Linked DNA regions of Mus musculus: region 2 is linked to region 1. Evidence: chromatin contacts called from public promoter capture Hi-C data. All regions are on one chromosome and are shown on one strand. The core of a region is the stretch at or near the end of the contact, and the rest is flanking DNA. Distances in the headings are between cores, read along the strand shown. Region 1 holds the start of Hnrnpc (heterogeneous nuclear ribonucleoprotein C). Region 2 holds the start of Slc7a7 (solute carrier family 7 (cationic amino acid transporter, y+ system), member 7).

Region 1 (3,430 bases), core at 403-2,902:
ACACACAGATCTCCACTCTTTCTCTATTTGTCTCTTACTTTGTTGTACTGGGGATTGGACTAAGGACCTTGGGTGTGTTAAGCAAGCTCCCGATCACTGAGTCTTGTTTAATTTGTAAAAAGAGTCCTGTGTATGATGTGTGTGCCTGGTGCCCAGAGGCCAGAGGAGGGTGTTGGAACCTCCAGGAACTGGAGTTATACGATGAGCCCTTTTGTGGGTGCTGTAAATTGAACCTCTGTCTTTTGGAAGAGCAGCAGTTGTTGTTAACTGCTAAGCCATCTTTCTGGCTCCCCAATTATCTGTCTGTCTGTCTGTCTGTCAATCTACCTACCTACTTATATTTATTGTTTTTTCAAGATAGAGTTTCACTCTATAGCTCTAGCTGTCCTGAAACTTGACCAGGCTGGCTTGCACTTGAAACACTACCTAGCCCAAACTTTTCTTTTTAAAAATAAGATGTAAAATTGGGAACACATAAACTCGTTGGACTGGTTTACATAAAATAAATCTTTTGAAAATGACAAAGGCTAGGCAGGAGAGATGGCTCAGAGGTTAAGAGGACTGACTGCTCTTCCAAAGGTCCTGATCGTAACCACATGGTGGCTCACAACCATCTGTAGTGGGATCGGATGCCCTCTTCTGGTGTGTCTGAAGACAGCTACAGTGTACTCATATAAAAACAGTAAATAAATCTTTTTCTTAAAAAAAAAAAAAAAAGAAAAAAAAGGAAAGAAAGAAAAAGGCAAAGGTTTAAAGATCTAAAGATTAAAAAAAATCAGGAAATTTTTCTGGGATACAATCTCCTTTTCTCCGTAAGCTATATATACATTTCAGTGTATTTAATGTTCCTACAGTATAACCAGAGCTTTAGTGGCAGACCAAACCTGAGGGGATTAAGTAGTCTATTCTAGAAAGTGGGAAATTGAGGTGGCTGGCCATTGGGTTTGCAGACTGTGTGGCGACTTGGGACAAGGAAGCGGGTTTATAGGAGGTCGGGTAATTGCTCCTGCAGGAGAGAACTACAGAACCCAGTTGGTTTGGAGGGGGAGCTGTTCACTGAGAAGGCCATGTCCTCCCAACAGCTTATAGAATCTGGCAGAAAGAAGGGATCTGAATTTGATAATAACTGCAGAGCTAGTAGACGGCCTAGAGATAACTCTCCTCCCTTCTCAGAAGCTTGTTTGCGTTTCCCTTTTCCTAGGCCTGGGGCTAGGGCAGGCCGTTTGCACCCGCTACCAGACTCCACCCAGGCTCTCCCACCCCCGCGCCGCGGAAATGCGGTGATCTGGCCGGACCTGGGAGCTCTCAGAAGCACTGATAGGACGATGCGGCCGTCAGTCAGATCCGCCGGATACCCGGATGAGAAGCTGTGCGCGATACAAAGGCGAAAATTCCACCCAGCTTTCCGTCTGGTACATTGACCAATAACCATCCGTCAGTCACTAAGTGGCATGAAGCTGAACCAATTACTAACTAGCCTCTGTTACGCATGTGGAAATTCTCGCAATTAGCCCAACCCACCTCGGATTATGATTGGACGGAATTGTGAGGAGCGGTAGCGCTCGCTAATTAGGAGCGGGAGCGAGAAAAGTCACAGCCAATAGGAACGCCTCCAGGAACGAGGCGGGGGCTGGACTTTCGCCTCGGCGGCAGAGGAGCTCGGGGGCCATTTTGTGAGGAGACGGAGAGCGAACGGTCGTGTGGTTCTTCGCTGTTGTAGCTCCGGCGTCTCGGCGTAGACTCGCAGTAGGAGAGGCGGTCTCTTCTCTCTCTCCTTCCTTTTGGTAAGCGAAGGGGGCGAGTGCAGGGGAGGCCCTGGGCTGCTGGGCCCCGCCAGCGTGTGTAAGGGGGAAACCGGCCTCGCGGCAGAAGCCGAGGCCGCGTTTGTTCCCGTGCGGTGGGGACTTGGGTCTCATGCGGGAGGCAACAGGGCCTCGGCCTTGGCGCGGAGTCAACCTAGTGACCTCCAGGCCACGGTGCGTACGAAAATACCCTGTCTGCGCGCTCGGGTTTAACGGCTACTTTGATTTTCTTTGCCCATCAGGGATTCCAAGGGGGGACCAAGAAAGCGAAGAACGAAATGCTTGTTGATGTAATTGTCGGGGATATCTTACGGATTCCGTTATCACTTCCGAAGATAGACGCTGGGTGGGGGTAGGGGAGCGATAACATGGTGGTGTCGGACTGGAAGCTTCTAAATTCCAGGCTGGCTACATGGCATCTGAACGGCGTTTTAACAATAGGTTGAGTAATCATTACTTTTTTCCTCTAGGGGTAAAATGGTTAAAAGTCGGAGTGCTTGTGTTTGTAAAGGGAAGTGCGGAAGATTAATTTTAATTGGAATAATTACAGCTCACATTTTATCTGCAGGTTACAAATCATAAGTTAGTGGAACTTGAGGTAGGTACTACTGTCATAGAGAGAATTGAGCCTTAGAAGCGGTTGACAGGATCGTACTAGACAGGTCAAGTATTTTCACTGAGTTTCTAGGTGGTGCGCGCCTTTAATCCCAGCACTTGGGAGGCAGAGACAGGCAGATCTCTTTGAGTTCTAGGACTGCCCAGGATACACAGAGAAACTCTGTTTCGTAAATAAATAAATAGGGGGAAAGGCTTATTTTTGGGGGGAGGGGACCTGACACGGATGTTAGCAGAAAAATTTCAAGCTGGACTTGGGAACAATAATTAAAAGGCACAGCAAGGGTTTACAGCTACCTCAGTACTAGTCCTATCCCTCTAAAACTCAAAAAGGCAGTTTATAGCTATGTATGATAGTGCAGGCCAGTAATCTTTGTATTGTGGAGGCTCTGAGACAGGACCCCTTACCCATTGCAAGGCAGCCCAGGACTACATAGTAAAACCGTGCTTAAAAACAAATTAGTTTCTCTCTTGTAGGTGTTGAGTTCTTTTTTTTTTTTTTTTTTTTTTTTTTTTTGGTTTTTCAAGACAGGGTTTCTCTGTATAGCCCTGGCTGTCCTGGAACTCACTTTGTAGACCAGGCTGGCCTCGAACTCAGAAATCCGCCTGCCTCTGCCTCCCGAGTGCTGGGATTAAAGGCGTGCGCCACCACGCCCGGCTAGGTGTTGAGTTCTTTTTAATGTAGCCTAGTGTTAGTGCTTAGTATTCAGGAAGACCTGGATTCAATCCCTGGTACTAAGAGTATGGGGTTTTTGTATCATATTTAATTGGGAGTTATTTTATTAGGTAAACGTACTATAAAATTGGTATTTCACTGTGTGTGCTGGCATAGTCTTTAAGCACTAGAAAGGCAGATAACTGAATTCAAGGCTAGCCTGCTGTAGAGTGAGTTCCAGGACAGCCAGGGGTACACAGAAAAACAATTGGGGTTTAAGTCACAAAAAAAATATGGTACTAATTTTAAACTATACAAATTATACTTTAAAGCATACTTCATAGAATGTAAATGGCCT
Region 2 (3,430 bases), core at 456-2,955, 2.3 Mb before region 1:
AGTAGCTATGGAGTCCAGAAGAGGGCATCAAATCTCCTGAAACTGGAGTTGTGAGCTGCCATGTGGGTGCTGGGTGTGGTGCTCGGGTCTTCTCAAGAACAGAAAGTGCTCTCAACTGCTGAGCCATCTCTCCATCCTCAAAGCACAGTTTTTGGGAGGCCTAAGCCCAGCATCCCATCTCGGTTTAGCTAAGAACATCAAGGGGCTGGGCTGGGAGGGTGAGTGAGCATAGAGATGAACTGTCTCTGACTATTTCTGTAGAATAACCAAAGAGTGAAGAAGAGGTAGAAGAAGAAGGGATACACAGTTGGGTTTCAGAACAGGTAAGCTGCCAAAAAAGGCTCAGTATACCAGAGTTAAAGTCGATTATAAAGGTAGAATAAACTGTGATTTCAAATTGTAGAACTTTTTCTGTTTATTCTGGGCCTGTCTAACATAGTTCAGTGAAACCTTATTTCCACACTATTTTTGTGCCTTGGGGGTAGGTAAGCGCTCTACCATTGAGCTATACTCCAACTTTCCATACACACACACACACACACACACACACACACACACACATACACACACACATTATTATTATTATGTTAGCTTGTTTTTTTTTTCTTTTGAGGCAGAGTTTCTCCTCATAGCCCTTGCTGCCCTAGAACTCACTCTGTAGACCAGGCTGTCCTTGATCTTTGAACTCAGAGAGCTCCCTGCCTTTGCCCCCAGAGTGCTGGGTTTAAAGGTGTGTACCACGGTGCTCAGCTAATTTTTTTATTGTAGTGCGCGCACGCTCGTAGAACAGTAGGAAATTTTCTCCTTCCATCATGGGCTTCATCTTGGCAGCCCCTCTCCCCCTCCCCCACCTTTGACATGGGGTCTCTAGTCTGGCCTTAACCAAATAGGACCCTCCTGTCTCAACCTTCTGGATGTGGGATTACAGGTATGAGCCATTCACGTCTGGGCCTCCATATATTTTTAAGAAATGGAGGAAAGCTTGTACTGAGACCTACATAGGAAGTTTTGGGCGCTCCAGAGGTTGTAGTGTGTTTCCCTAAGAATGAAAGAGCATAATGGTGGAATGGAGTTGGATCTAGAAGTTTGATCTCATTTCTGAACCATATTTCTTTTGAAATCGCTCGAGGGTCAGACTTTGGGGGTGATGCCCCGGTTTAGAGGCAGCCACCCCTTTCTCTGCATGGGGAAGTGTACAGCGATCTCACTTAGAGCGCCACATGGGGCGTCTGAACCACTCCCATACTTCCGCCAATCTCAGCCTGTGAACAATGCGTCCCATTCTCTAACCTTCCTGCCTTTCTTGTTTCGGGTGAGAGAGAGAAGTGAAGTTTGGGTGGGCCATGGAGGGAGGACACATGGGGAGAGGTCTGTGCCACCAGTGCTCTGTACTTGGTAACTTATTAGACTCTCTGGGGTTTCAGAGAGCACACCCAGTTAGTTAGCTGTCCCTTCCTCTGGGCCTCCTGTCCCGGGGCAGAGCTGACAAAGGAGATTCCTGATCGAGCACCTTCTTATCACAGAAAGTGCTGAGCCAGGAGCTCCTAGCTGCCCCTTTCGCAGATATGAAAGGCCTGTGAACCTTGGACCCAGAGGGTTGCTTAACGCTCCTCTCCCTTTTCCTCACCCCTTCCTTTCCTAGCTCCCTCACCTCCTCCTCCCTTCTTGACCTGACTTAAATCCGGTAGGCGTTTGTCTGGGTTTCCCTCTTACTGCTGGAGGAAGGAGGAGCTGTCAGATCTCTGTTCTTGGAGGGTGTGTGTGCCTCTTTGTCTCAGAGACTGCGGCTGGCCATTGCTGTGGGAACCTCCTTATATCCAGAGCCAGGGAGTGAGTGTGCCCCACCCTGTCCCCTTGCTAAACCCTCTGCTGTTCTCTGTCTGTCCAGTCACTTCCTCGAGCTACAGAGCCTCTGGCTGTAGTGTTTCGCCATTTGTCTGATTGCTTTCCTATTTTGTGCAGCTGTCTCTAGCTCTGTATTTCAGGGCATCTGCTGTCTGGCCTTAGCTCTTTCTTTTCCTTGGTTTGCTTTGATATGTCTCCAGCAGTTCTATGGTGGGTGTCTATGGTGGGTGGGCAGCCACCACCCACTGCCTCCAGTCATCTCTGGTTTCTGCTGTGTGTTTGGGCCACCCTTCTGAAAGATCATTCCTACTTTTTGGCTGGTGTGATGTGAGAGATTTGGCAGCAGGAGGCCTGGGATGCTAGAGGCTGGGACAGGTATCTGGGAATGGAAAAGCAGTACAAAGCGAATCAATCTCCTGTCTTTTTTTTTTTTTTTTTTTTTCTTTCCAGGATGGGTGGGGCTGCTTGGGCTTTGCCAACATCTAAGATGCCAGCTGACCATTTGTTAATGGCTATTCCCGAGCAGGGAGGTGGCTGTGCATCCGTAGCAGGAGCGCTTTAAAAGCTTCAGCCCAGCACACAGACTCCTTAGGGGAAAGAACAGCAAATCAGCAAAAAGAGGATCTAGCGAATCAGTTGGTTTCAGGGTTGGTTCCTCATACAGGCATCTCAGCGCAGGGACATTTGAAACTGAAATCAGAGGGGAGAGACTTTGGGGGTCAGGGGGAGGCAGAAAAAAGTTTTACCAAACTGCCTCATTCATGCCTGTCCTGTGTCATAACAGGTTGAGGGTTCAGCTGTCTGATAAATAAGGTATGCTACATCCTAAGGCTAGCATGTTTTCCCCTTTTGTGGGGGAAAAGCCAAGCCGGGGTCATTTTGACATGCCTTGGGTGTTGCGGGGAGACAGAAGTGAGGAGGGTGTCTGGACTGGTGGGTGCTGACTGCCTTGGGCCCTGTGGTGTGGGAGGGAGAGATTCTGCAGTGACCAACACAGCCTTCTTTCTTCCTTAGAGGGCAATGCGAGCAAGCTGGTGAAGGTCTTCCTTCTCTTCGCCATGGTCAACAGCACCAAGTATGAAGTGGCTGCTCAGCACGAGGCCGACGATGGCTCTGCTCTCGGGGATGGGGCCAGCCCAGTGGCGGAGCAGGTCAAACTGAAGAAGGAGATCTCCCTGCTTAATGGCGTGTGTCTCATAGTGGGGAACATGATCGGCTCCGGCATCTTTGTCTCCCCTAAGGGTGTGCTCATGTACAGTGCCTCTTTTGGCCTCTCACTGGTCATCTGGGCTGTCGGGGGCATTTTCTCCGTCTTTGGGGCCCTTTGTTACGCTGAACTGGGTACCACCATTAAGAAATCCGGGGCCAGCTATGCTTATATCCTGGAGGCCTTCGGGGGATTCCTTGCGTTCATCCGCCTCTGGACTTCTCTGCTCATCATTGAACCCACCAGCCAGGCCGTCATTGCCATCACCTTTGCCAACTACATGGTGCAGCCCCTCTTCCCGAGCTGTGGCGCTCCCTATGCCGCCGGCCGCCTGCTGGCCGCTGCCTGCATCTGTAAGTAGAGATGGGGCAGGATTGG

What was found. Promoter capture Hi-C pulls out the DNA fragments that hold promoters and counts their contacts.
Region 2: a contact with region 1 is called in a promoter capture Hi-C map of liver, with 3 times the contacts expected there. The contact joins the promoter of Slc7a7 here to the promoter of Hnrnpc in region 1. A contact is called at or near these places in 1 of 39 promoter capture datasets (liver), 1 of 115 datasets of contacts at active chromatin or transcription factors (embryonic stem cells) and 1 of 9 other capture datasets (macrophages).

The regions. Positions count from the first base shown.
Region 1 is chr14:52,102,243-52,105,672 of GRCm38.p6, reverse strand. Hnrnpc (heterogeneous nuclear ribonucleoprotein C) reads left to right here and starts at 1,652. Exons shown (of 9, transcript NM_001170981.2): 1 at 1,652-1,784. It also overlaps a transcript of Rpgrip1 not described here.
Region 2 is chr14:54,408,478-54,411,907 of GRCm38.p6, reverse strand. Slc7a7 (solute carrier family 7 (cationic amino acid transporter, y+ system), member 7) reads left to right here and starts at 1,705. Exons shown (of 10, transcript NM_001379499.1): 1 at 1,705-1,830; 2 at 2,860-3,405. The coding sequence starts at 2,904.